Regions from separate parts of the Hordeum vulgare genome. Here region 2 is linked to region 1. The links are chromatin contacts, called in public Hi-C maps. All regions are on one chromosome and are shown on one strand. The core of a region is the stretch at or near the end of the contact, and the rest is flanking DNA. Distances in the headings are between cores, read along the strand shown.

What was found. A called contact is a pair of places that touch in the nucleus more often than the background predicts.
Region 2: a Hi-C map of leaf shows a contact between it and region 1, with 7 times the contacts expected there. The contact joins two enhancer-like sites. A contact is called at or near these places in 4 of 6 Hi-C or Micro-C datasets (leaf and seedling) and 1 of 1 datasets of contacts at active chromatin or transcription factors (embryo).

What each region holds. Positions count from the first base shown.
Region 1 is chr7H:512,362,949-512,369,220 of MorexV3_pseudomolecules_assembly, forward strand. No RefSeq gene overlaps it. Among protein-coding and RNA genes, the nearest start is that of LOC123412142, 8.8 kb to the right of the region's middle. Within about 2 kb of position 2,448, at least 2 of the 3 cell types and tissues checked have open chromatin away from gene starts, as enhancers often do. A contact at or near this core is called in leaf, where this site is marked.
Region 2 is chr7H:513,098,077-513,104,348 of MorexV3_pseudomolecules_assembly, forward strand. No RefSeq gene overlaps it. Among protein-coding and RNA genes, the nearest start is that of LOC123411793, 85 kb to the right of the region's middle. Within about 2 kb of position 4,070, at least 2 of the 3 cell types and tissues checked have open chromatin away from gene starts, as enhancers often do. A contact at or near this core is called in leaf, where this site is marked.

The DNA.
Region 1 (6,272 bases), core at 1,198-3,697:
ACTAGGTCTACCCATCTGGAGCTGCCACAAAGGGAAGCTTCCTTCTGTCTCGCTTACAATGAGACATAGGGGCACCGTGGGAGCCAGTATAGCGAGTGTTTTTTCGGAAGACTCGCAGCAAGCACTTTCATGCATTGTCATTTGGTGTGTTCTTAGTCACCGTCACGTCTTGCGTTCTTAGTGCTTCCTTCGCATTTTAATTTTTTATTTTTCTGCATGTGTTTTCGGCGTTTTAGATTGGATTTTTATAAAAAACCGTAAAAAAACGTGTTTTCTGTTTTTTCGCGAGAGACATGGTTTTTCCTTCATGTGAGGCACGGCCGTGCCTCTCGGAAAGGAAAAACGCGGAAAAACGCGTTTTTCGTTTTTTCCCTATCGCAAGAGGTACTTTTTTTTATCTTGTTTTTTATGAAAAAAAAGGTTGTCAAAATCTATCAGCATGGAATCTAGATTCGAAGATCTTGATGAAAGAAACCCAACGGTGAAACGTTTCAAAATTTAAACACACGATTTAGGAGATAAAACATTTAAAAAATATGAATTCATGAAAAAAAGGGAAAATTTCAGATTGTGTGTGCCACTTGTTGCAACCTTAAAAGATGAGAGTGATCATTGAAAAGTATATTCTTCAATTAGTCGTTTCGGGTGCCCCTCCATGCAGTGGTTCTAGACACAATTAATGGAACTTCCATAGCCCAGCCTACCTGTGCGAGAAACAACAATGGTTCGAAACAAGCTGGAAGAGCATGTCTCCTATTCGCGACACTCTGCCACAAAATATCACTATTTTGCACAAGCGAGAAAACGATCGAAAGATGGATAGCACACAAGATTCCGGTTTTGTATACCTTTTGGAAGGTCTTCTGATCGGTTTTGAAAACATTCTAGATGGTTCTGGCCCATCCTTATTTCTTCAGTTTTCCTGTTATTTTCTTCCCAACTTATTCTGGGGCTTTCTTTTTTATCTTCCCTTTTATTCTTTTTTCCAAAGGTTTTTCAAAATATTTGGAAGTTCCAAAAGATGTCTAATTTTTTTTGAAAACGATGCTTCGCAATTTTAAAAACCCTTCATTATTCTCCCATAAATCTTCAGAAGATCAAAATATGTTCATTATTTTCAATAGTATTTTTGTTTATTCAAAAAATGTTCACCTATTCAAAAACTATTCTCAATTTCAAAAGTTGTATGTCTTTTTTATGTTCATGGTTTTAAAGTTCTCCTTTTTTTCTCAAAAAATGTTGTCAATTGTAGAAAACGTTATTGTTGTCCAATTTCTTCTATTTTTTCAAAAACAATCTTGTTTTATAAAACATATCGAAAATTTAGAAGTTTTTCACAATTTTCAAAATGTTCCAAATTTTAAATGATGTGTGAACAAAAGATCGAGGAGAGACCGACCAATACAATATATTCCTTTTTGCTACTCTAGAAGTGACTTGCTATAATGCTTTCCTACGACTTTGCCCAATCAGCTACCCCACTTGTGTGTTTGCTGCTATGGATCAACTGACTGATTTTCAAGGATCGGGTCAAGGCGAGCAACGACCGCTTGCCGTGGGGACACATCGTCCCATGTTCGCAGCAGGATCCCCGACCCCCGCAATGACGCTCCGCCGCCGGAGCCTACCACATGTGAAGCTCTATTGTAGCACCACCCGTTGCATCAAAACTCCGGGCGTCATCGTTGAAGCTCCATTGGAGCGCGAGTGAAGCTTCATTGCAGCTCGGGGTACTGCATCGCAGATCTTGGCGCCGCCAGTGAAGCTCCATAGCAACCACCGGTGAAGCTCCATTGCAGCCACCGATGAAGCTTCATAGCAGCTCGGGGCACTGCATCGCACCTCTTGGCGCCATCGATGAAGCTCCGTAGCAACACCGGTGACAATCCATGGCAACACCGACGATGCTCCATTGAAGCATCTACTGGCGGCCCGATGATGCATCTACCCCCGATAAAGCTTCATTGTAGCAGCGGTGCCCCACGGTGGGTCTCTCACTCTGGTGCCAGGATTTGCATTCAGGGCGCTCAGATTTGGGGAGGTGGCGACATACTCTTGAAGATGGTAGAGAAGGTGAGAAGGAAGGTTGTTGGCGCGGGCGACATGGCCACGGCGCTTTGTTGGAGGAAGAGATGGATGAAGATGAGCCTCTGATGGAGACGACGTATGAGAGACATAGAAGAGCTAGGGATGGAGAGGAGCGCTCTGGGGGAAGACGGGATTCTTCGTCTAAGAGATAAGGTGGAGGACGCGTGGGCATGTGGGCCTGTGGGGCACGTGGCGAGCTATGGAGGAGGTTTACAAGAAAGGGAGATCAACCGGTTGATTGTAAACATTTTTCATATTAATAATGGTTCACTACTATGAATCAGCTACTACAATGTGCCTTACCGCTAGGGTGAATGCTATGGGCCGGCCCATTGCGCTCGCGCCTCGTGGGTGCATCCATTATTTCCAGCTTCCAGGCTGAAATTAAGAGGTCTCAACCCAGGTGCATTTGAGGTGGGCTGGGAGTAATGCCACTTGGTGCGCTTGGTCAGTGTCACGTGTTACGCGTTGGGCACGTACACGAGGATATTTTTTTATATTTTCTGCATGAAATTTTTTGTTGTTGTTTTGGGGTCTTTTTATTTTTTTCTTCGATATTTTTTGTTTTTCCTCTAAAAAACAATTGTGTGAAGCATAACTTTTGCTTTCAAAAAAAAAGAACAAGCACAATTGTGCTTATGCGAGAAGCACAACCGTGCTTCCCGAAAAGAGAAAAAACGACTACACTTCCAAAAAAAGAGAAAAACAACATGTGCTTTCCGATAAGAGAAGAGCATAATATATGCTTCCTAAAAAAGGGAAAGCACAACGTGTGCTTGTGCAAGAAGCACAATTGTGCATTCCGGAAATGTTGAAAAAGAAAAAAAATGTACTATTGGACTTTGGCTTTTGTTTTTTTTTCCAGTTCAGTTTCCTATCCAGTTTTTTTTTCTTTTGGATTTCTTGGTTTCCTTTGTTGTTTATGTTTTTTGATTCTTGGTTTTTTCCCCTTATCACAAAAAAGTTTATAAAAAATATTAATATGTGATCTAGTTTTAAAAATCTTGTCGTGGGAAATCCTATGGTAAAAATCGTTTGTGATTTGAACGTTGGTTCAAGAGATCAAATGTTTCGAATTAGCGAAGCTACGAAAGAGGGTAACTCTGAGGTTGCGATATGTGAGGCGCATGTAGTGCGCCAGTTATCACCACCTGAGAAGGTGTGAGTGACCTTCGCGACGTGCCCCCATTAAGGATCAAATGTGAAATGTTTCTTGCAGGTTGGGAACTCCTCCTATGTGAAAAAAATTGCATCATGTAGTTGAGCAAGGAAAATGTTTACAATCAACCGGCCGATCTCCCTTTCTCGTAAACCTCCTCCACAAGACGCCATGTGTCCCACAGGCCCACATCCCACGAGTCCTTCACCTTATCTCTTAGACGAAGAATCTCGTCTTCCTAGAGCGCTCCTCTCCATCCCCAGCTCTTCTCTATCTCTCATACGTCATTTTGGTCTAATGGCTGGCACCCGACTAATTTCCTAGGAAACTAGTCCGTTGATCCGTAGCAGCCGCTTTTTACTATTGCAAACCAGTTTTTGTTGATTTTTTTTACTTTTGCTCTCCCTGTTTTGTCCTTATTTGACATATTTTTTTATAGTTTTCTGTACAACAAATATATTCATAATATAGGATGAAATTTTACCAAAATACACATTCAACATGTTTTAATAAATGGTAAAAAAAATTAAATACAATTAATCTTTTGTAATATATGTTGAAATTTTTCAAAATTCCCATTCAACTTTTTGTTATATACCCTAAGCAATTTCTTAGTAGACACTAAATATTTTGAACATATGCATTGAACTATTTTTAAAGTATGTTGATCAATTTCTTAGTGTATGACAAACATTTTCAGAAAACGTATCATTTTTGTGAAAAACATTAATTTCTTAGTATACGATGAACATTTTTATAATGCACACTGAACTATTTTCCATATACAGTAAACATTTTCTTAATATACGGTCAACTATTTCATAATATATGTTGAATTTTTGTATAATGCTAAAAGAGAGCAAAAAAATAAATAAATAAATAAAGGAAATAGAAGAAACAACCAAACCCATATAGACGGACCAACCGGGGTGTTATGAAGGATGCTTTGGAGGGTGTTTGGTTGGGCTTCCAGCCAGCTTCCGTCTACCGGCTTCTAAGCCAAAAGCTCCTATTTAGGGGCTTCCGGTTGCAGGTGTGGCTTTCGGCCTTGTCACAGCCGCAGCCGAAAGCCACAACTGCAGCTGAAAGCCCCTAAATAGGAGCTTTTGGCTTCAAAGCCGGAAGCCGGAAGCTGGCTGAAAGCCCAACCAAACACCCCCTTGTTAGCGAAGCCAAGCGAGGGTGAGGTGGGCGGCCGTTCTGTGAAGAGAGGAGCAGAGGTATGTGGTTAGACCCGATCCTGGTTATGGAACTAAGCGAGGCGAGGGGACAACGAAGCGGACACGAACATGCAGTCTAGCACAAACCGGGCCGGGTCAGCTTGCCGATTGGTCCTACTCCCTCCGTTCCTAAATATAAGTCTTTCTAGAGGTTCAACTAATGGACTACATACGGATGTATATAGACATATTTTAGAATATAGATACATTCATTTTGCTCCGTATGTAGACATCTAGTAAAATATCTTAAAAGACTTATATTTAGGTACGGAGGGAGTATCTAATTCCCTAAGGCCGAGATTACAATGCAGTAGTTGAACAACATCATCCGAAGGTAGTTGACTAGATTATTGTTTTTTGTCCTCGGTCGAGCGAAGAATGTTGAAGTCGCCTCCCACAGAGCTCGACGAGGAAGGCCTTAGACTGCCAATGATCGATGGGGCCGTATACTATGACAACATTTCATTTGCATTACGAATGTAGTACCACACACTTGTATCTCAGCTGACTTGTATCATATGCATAACTTAAGGAACTACACACTACAAAGTGCTTGAATATTTCATGTGAGAGAGCCTAACACGCGTTTGTTCGCCTTTAAACCAACCTGTGGTTGGATGGTTAGAAGAACTGTGGTATTCTCAACCCACCAGAGTTCAAGTCCTTGTGCTCGCATTTATTTCAGGATTTCGGGCGATGTGTATTCAATGGGAGGAGAAGTGTGCGTTGATGACGAGACGCATATGGTATGTTCGTAAATTTCAAAATGATATGCGGGTTAAGTCTTTTGGATGAGCTTATATGTGGCCATGGGCAGCCCGGCCCGGTCGGTCCGGCCCTGCCCGGCCCGAAAAAGCCCGACTCGGTCCGGCCCGACCTTGCCCATGGACTTGGCTTGGTGTTTTTGCGGGGAAGGGGCCCAGCCCGAGGCTCGAAGCCCGACGAGATTTAGCAATGATTGGTCGGGTCTGGGCCTGAAATTTAGGCCCGATAGCCAGCCCGGGCCGGGCTCGGGCCTAGGTTTTTTAGGTCGGGCTTGGTCTGGCCCAACCCGAAGCCCGAGCGATGATTAGATATAGATGTGCTCACAGGGATAGGACTAACACAAATTTCCGTGCGTTGCAACGAGAATGAAAATTAATGTGTCGAAGAAATAGTCCACCACAGCAGCACAACGACATCAGCATAGTGCCACCCGACAAGAGTAAAAAGGTGCACGTCAGATTTAGAAGAAAAATATTAATTCAACTTCGCATTAGTCACCAAAAGAATACTCAATACCGAGATTAGGTCAGTGCACAATATAGCACTGCTTTATCAATTACATAGTCCATGCCGTGTGCTTCGATTTGATTTGATGTGCATCTTGTCCGTGGTGTGTGTACGTACCACCTAGGACTCATATAGGCCAACCCATATGGTTTCATCCACTTCTCTCGACCAGAGCTTGCTTCTTTGCGTGTTCGAACCTATCTTGAATCTACGACTGCTCTTGTCTTGGCTTTCTTTTTGCCACGTTCTTCTGGCATTTAATCTACGACTACTCTCATCTTGGATTTCTTTTTAGGGAACGCTATGCGTTCATCGAATGATTTTTAAAAATCATCTGTCACCTAGCTAGCCGTCGGATGTCGATTTAACGTCCCGCATCCCTGCCGCATGGTCAGTATTTATTTCCAAAAACGACGCTCGAGTTGCGGAAACTTTCGCTTTGTTGTAAGAAATAAACTTTGGATCCGTTAATTCCTAAAACAACGGTCAAGTTTTCGAAACAATTTGCTTGTTGCACAATTTTTTTTTCGTCT
Region 2 (6,272 bases), core at 2,820-5,319, 740 kb after region 1:
CACGCACACTCAGTCTGCCACATAGGACGTGACGCCATTCCAGACCAACTTTTTCTTTTCTTTATTCAATTTTTATTTCTCTCTCTTCCACTCCATCAATCACATGCAAGCAATCGGACATATGAGGAAGAAAATAAGGAGTGTGGATGCGCGGACGAACAAATAGGAGACATGCTCGGTCAGTGACGAGGCGCGTCCGCGGGCGTTTAGGGGGTCATATTTGCAATGTTCGTCTGTAGATCCTCTTACCCGAACTGTGATAATTTTCCTTGAGGAACTGGGTTCTAGTAGTTCTTGCAAATATACTTTTCTTTTCAGGTTTGAATTCCTGCCCAGATGCTCTGTCACACATAGGGTGAATCTGTATTGAGCTGACAATTTAGAATATTTCTAGAAGGGTAGTGATTTGACCGAAGACCCCTCCGGCAAGTGGTAAGAGCAACTCTAGCAGTCCCCTTAAATCGTCGACCCATATCACTCGTTTACAGTTCACGAAAAACGCGTTTTGCTTGTCCTCTATGAATATTCTAGTTTACAGTTCCGCTATGTGGGTTATGTTCTATCGCAACCCGCGCGAACCCGCAAAACACATGATTTTCAGAATTTAACACATATTTCAGAATTACACATATCTCAAATTATGTAAAATGTGAATATTATGAATCCAAATTACCATGATTGTTCAAGTCACCAAATAAAACTAATAATTCGTTACAATAAGTGTTTAGAATACAACAATGATACCGATCACACATGAATTTAAATGAAATGAATGTAAAATGGTGCCAAATTTGCCAAATTATGCTCAATGCCTTTGGCCATGCCTCTGCCAATGGTGCTCAATGAGATCCTCTTGGAGCTGATGGTGAGTGTTTGCATCTTCAATCTGTCGGTATGTGTGAAGAAATGCTTGTATACGGTCAGGGTCTCTAGCTGGCTTCACATAGCTACCGACATTGTGGTATAAGGATTTCAAGTTCAAGCTCCTCTCATCTTTGATAATCATGTTGTGAAGAATGACACAACTTGTCATGACGTTGCTCAGGGTTTTCTTGTCCAAAAAACGAGCAGGGCCACGAACAATAGCAAATCTAGTTTGCAAAACCCCGAAGGCTCTTTCTATATCTTTTCGGGCACCCTCTTGCACCTTTGCAAATTCAATATGCTTTTTGCTTTGGGGCTTTTTGATACTCTTCACTAATGTACACCAAGAGGGGTAAATACCATCTGCAAGATAGAACCCCTTTATGTACTCATGCCCATTCACCATGAAGTTGCAAACATGAGCATCACCACTAGCAGGTGTAGCAAACAAATAAGGCCGTTGCAACACATTGATATCATTGAGAGTACCTGGCATACCAAAAAATTCCAAATCCATAAATCCTCTGATGCTACATCCTCTAGCACAATTGTTGCCTTACGAGGCTTGCCACAAAAATTCACATGTCATGCCTTCGGGTAGTTTTTGCAAGTCCAACGTACACAATAAATGCTTCCAAGGAACCTTGCTTCTCATTCGTTGCCATCAACTTCATTGTGTCTTTCTCGTTGGGTGCACGAAGGTAGACAGGACCAAAGACACCGATCATCACTTTGGCGAACCTACGTACTAACTCAATTGTAGTATCTTCACAAATCCAAAGATACTCATTGGCATAATTAGCCGGAATACCATATGTAATCACACGCATAGTGGCGGAGATTTTTTGATAGGCTCTAAAACCCAACAAGCCCGCAACGTTTCTCCTTTGAGTAAAAGCCGACAATTGGCCTCGCAGGTTTGCCCAATTTTTATGAAGAGGGACCGACTCATTCGATACCTTCTCTGAAAGAGGTGCGACGGATAGGTTGGATTGTGTGTGAAGTAATCTTGCATCAACATTAGACTTTTGAGATTGCGGTTGTGAGGGATGCAAAGACGGTCTACGGTCGAATCTCGCCGTCTTTTGCAGTTTTTATCCTCCTCCTCCTTCACGGCTAGGACCGCCACGACCATTTGCCGACGATGGCACTCGAGCATCGATTCCACGTCCGAGTCGTTCGATGAGGACTAATCCTCAAGCAAAAATTACTCGCACAGGCTCAAATCCATCTAAAAATGCGTCATAACTTGCATCAACGAAATTTCTACGGCGACCGTGGGGCTCAAGGGGGAGGAAAAGGGCTCACCGGGGTGCCGGCGACGGTGGCATTTTGGCGAATCGGGGGTGGGCACCGCGAGGCGGCTAGCGGCTGGAGGCGGTCGATCCGGGGTGGCGGCGATGTCGCAGGGGATCGGCCCATCGAATCCGGGGTGGGCGGCCCGATTCAGCTGGTCGGAATGTCCGGAATCGCAGGCGGCAACGGTGGCGACCATCCGCGGGTGGGGATGTGGGGAGAGCGCGAGCTGAAATGTCCCTCCCGCCAACCGCTTCCGTGGAATACAGGGCACCGACGGGCCGAGGGGAAGTGGGAGGATTGTGTTTTCATGGGTCGGGGGGGGAGGGGGGAGGACTGTGTTTTCGCGGGTCGGGGGTGATTTTAGTACGCCCCTCAATTTCATTACGGGTTGCATGATTTTAACGGTTTTTTCGGTCACTTTTTCCGTTGAAAAATGTAAACTAACGGTTATTTTACAGGTCAAAACAATTTAAGGACTATGTTAGAGTTGCTCTAACACACACTGCACAGAAAGGAGAGTATGCTTTTGGATTGATGTGTACAACATGTTTTTTCAGCGGGATGAAGAGTTTTTTTAGCATTAGGCAAAGCAAGGCGTTGATGAGGACACAGAGTTTATTCCCTATAAATTAAGTACGGATCACGATAGAATTGTCGATCGTTTGACAAATTATAATCGCGTAGAATGTATCACAATTGTGTGGATGCATCTAGGACCACCATGTATCGAGAATTTTTTGTCTCTCGACTGTAACTCTATCAGCTTGAAATAAAACTCCTTTTCCGTCACAAGAAAAAAAAGCAATGTGCACAACATGTTTTTTTTGGCAGCATGCAGAGCATCGATTTTTTAGCGTTATGCAAAGCATGTATGGATGTAGTAACGTGCACTACTGCAGCCTCCCACGGCTCATGCTCTCTCCATCTCGGTTGTCAAGAAAAGAGGCTCTCCCTCCATATTTGTTTCGTTATTGGGAATATCCTATTTGCCGCACGTTGTGTCAAGTAGTCGACGCTTCGCACAGGCGAGCGACCGAGCAACCACGCAACGGGCGGCCCATATAACTGTTTGAGCGTTCCGGTTTTGGAATCTTCTAGAGGTTTCAACCGGTTTTCCTAGTTTTGGGAAACTTATAGAAGGTTCCGTGAACCGGTTTTTTCTTTCTTTTTCCTTCTTTCCTTTCCGTTTTTTTCTGTTTCTGTTTTAAAAAATGTTCTTCATTTTCAAAAAAAAGTTCTTCAAATTCAAAAAATGTTCTTGCTTTTTCAAAAAATCTTCTGGATTTCAAAAAATGTTCTGGATTTCGTAAAATGTTTTGATTTTCAAAACGTGTTCTTGATTTTCAAAGACAAATGTATTTTCGAAAAAGTTCCAGAATTTCAAAAAATGCTTTGGAATTTGAAAATGTTCAGAAATTTGAAAATATAATGTTCCTGAATTTGAAAAAATGTTCTGTATTTTCAAAAATATGTTCCAGAATTTGAAACAATGTTCTGAATTTTCAAAAAAATGTTTCGGGATTTGAAAAAATGTTCTGGAATTTTAAAAATGTTCCTTAGTTTGAAAAAAACTTCCAGAACTTTAGAAAATGTTCCATAATATTGAAAAAATGTTTCGGAATTAAAGAAATGTTCTGGAATCTGAAAAAATATGCCAAACTTTGAAAAAATGTTCCAGAATTTTGAAAAATGTTCCTAATTTTGAAAATATGTTCCACAATGTTTTATCAAAATGTTTCGGATTTAAAAAATATTCAGAAATATGAGAAAATATTATGAAATTTTTATCTAAATGTTTTTGATTTTATCCTTTGTTTTCTGTTAGTGGGCCGGCCCAGTCGCGATTCATCTGTGCATCCGCGCGCTGCTGGACGCAAAGAGCAATAGGACCTCCCTACTCGTCATTGTTCTGAATACGAGTAATGTATACTTAAGGGTACACATCATCAAGGAAAAAGTCTCCCTCTACATCTAAGAGGAAACCTCCTGTTTGGCGCCCTAAGTGATGTCGAACGAGCATCATGCACCCCAGCCCGGCGCGCCCTTTTGGGCCGGTCCATGTGTGAGGCGCCTTGTTTTTCCATTTCGGTTTTTTTGTTCTTTTCTTTTTTAAATAACTTGGGATTTTTTTAAAAACCAAATTTTAAAAAAAATATTCAGGAATTCATAAAATTTTCATAGATTCCCAAAAATCTTCATGATTTTAAAAAGCATTTACACGAACTAAGTGCTCAGATGATCATCAGGGTTCAAGTTCTAGGCTTGGTCGCGGTGCTCCGATTTTTCTGAGTTTGTTTCAGATCTTCTGACGATATACATTCACAGCGATAAGATGATTATGTCAACTACAAAGGTGTGTGTGATAACTTATCAATCTTAAGATGATGTGGCAGCTCAATCTATCGGAAGTGCTCATATGCGTAAGATGTGTTCGTTTATAAAGGTGAGTTATATGTCTATATATGAGTCGCTGCATCTGTACTATTTTTCTTTTTTTCTTTGAGAAATAAAAAAATGAAACTAATTTTGGAAAAATATAAATATATTCGAAAAATGCTCGCGAATTTGAACAAATACGCGTGAATATAGCAAATGTTCACTAAAAGAAAAAAAAATGCTCGGGAATTAAAAAACCCATTTATCGATTCACGAAATGTCATGAATTAGAAAAATATTCATGAATTTAGAAATGATTGTCAAAATGACAAAAATAATCATCTATTTTCAAATTGTTTCCATATTTCAATAATTATGCTTTAATTCAATTTATTCTTGATACAGAAAATATACAGAAGTTTCAAAAATAATGTTTAAAATTTACAAAATGTTTATGATTTTGTAAAAGACCGTGAATTCAATACTTGTGCACAAATTTGGAAAATATTTGTGAACATGACTAATGTCCATGATTTCATAAAAATGTTTGTGAATTCGGAAAAAACATGATTTCAAAAATGCTCACAATTTTTTGTAAATTAAGAAATATAGTGAAATAAGAAGTAAATTAAAGTAAAGATAAAGTAAAATAAAAAACAAACATGAAAATCAAAAGAAAAGAAGAATGGAAAGAAGAAAATGTAAAACAAAAAAGAGAAAAAATAAAATAAGAAACTGAAAAATGAAACGAGAAAAAACAACATAAAATAAAAGAGAAAAAAACGATTTGGAATGTTCTTAAACCCGGACAGAGTTAATGGGTTGGCCCAAAATGTATGTAGTAGTAGCGGGCGGTAAGCGCGAGGGCTATCTCTTGCTAGTACCAATTCCTAATACCCCTAAAAAAATCAATTCCTAATTTGTTTTCCATTTTTAAAGGCAGAGCTTTCAACCGCGATGCCGATAGGTTAGCCAAGTTTTTCCATTCTCTTGATAACGGTCGACATATTTGGTTGGTCGAACTCCATGACCTGTTTTATATCCCACATAATGTGAAATTTGATGAATAAAGCTTGATTTAACCCTTAAAAAAATTAATTCCATACAAAATCTCTTTGGACAGACGACTATGGGCCGGCCTATTAGGTGGGTCGCTCGTTGACTTCCCTCGCCCGTGTCTGGATGCTGCGTTGGACTAGTTGACTCCTGTTTTTCTGTTATTTTTTCTCGTTTTCATCTTTTGTTATTTTTTCTTTGGTTCTTGTATTTTTTTCTTTGTAATGTTTTTGGTTTTCCTTGTTCTCTCAATTTTTATTGGATTTTATTTTCTTCTTTATATTCTTCTTTTATTTATTTATTTTCTTGGGGTTTTCTGGTTTTTTAATTTCTTCACTTTTCTTTTGTGTCTATGTCCTTTTTTGTATTTTCGTTTCTACTTTTGTGTGAACATTGTAATTTTTTTTGTTACATGCAAAACACTTTCAACACATGTTTATCCTATTTCAAATACATGTTTGACGTTCTAGATAACATTTTTTCATATAATTTCAAATACATGTGAAATATGATAAAGTTATTTTTCAAAAATGGCACAAACTCATTTTTTTAACATGTGATTTTTAACGTTATGTATATTTTTTTGAATGTGTGACATCTTTTTAATTATCTCAAACATTTTTGATACATATGATTATCATTAGTCATGTGCACAATTAACATTCTCTGTGTTTTAC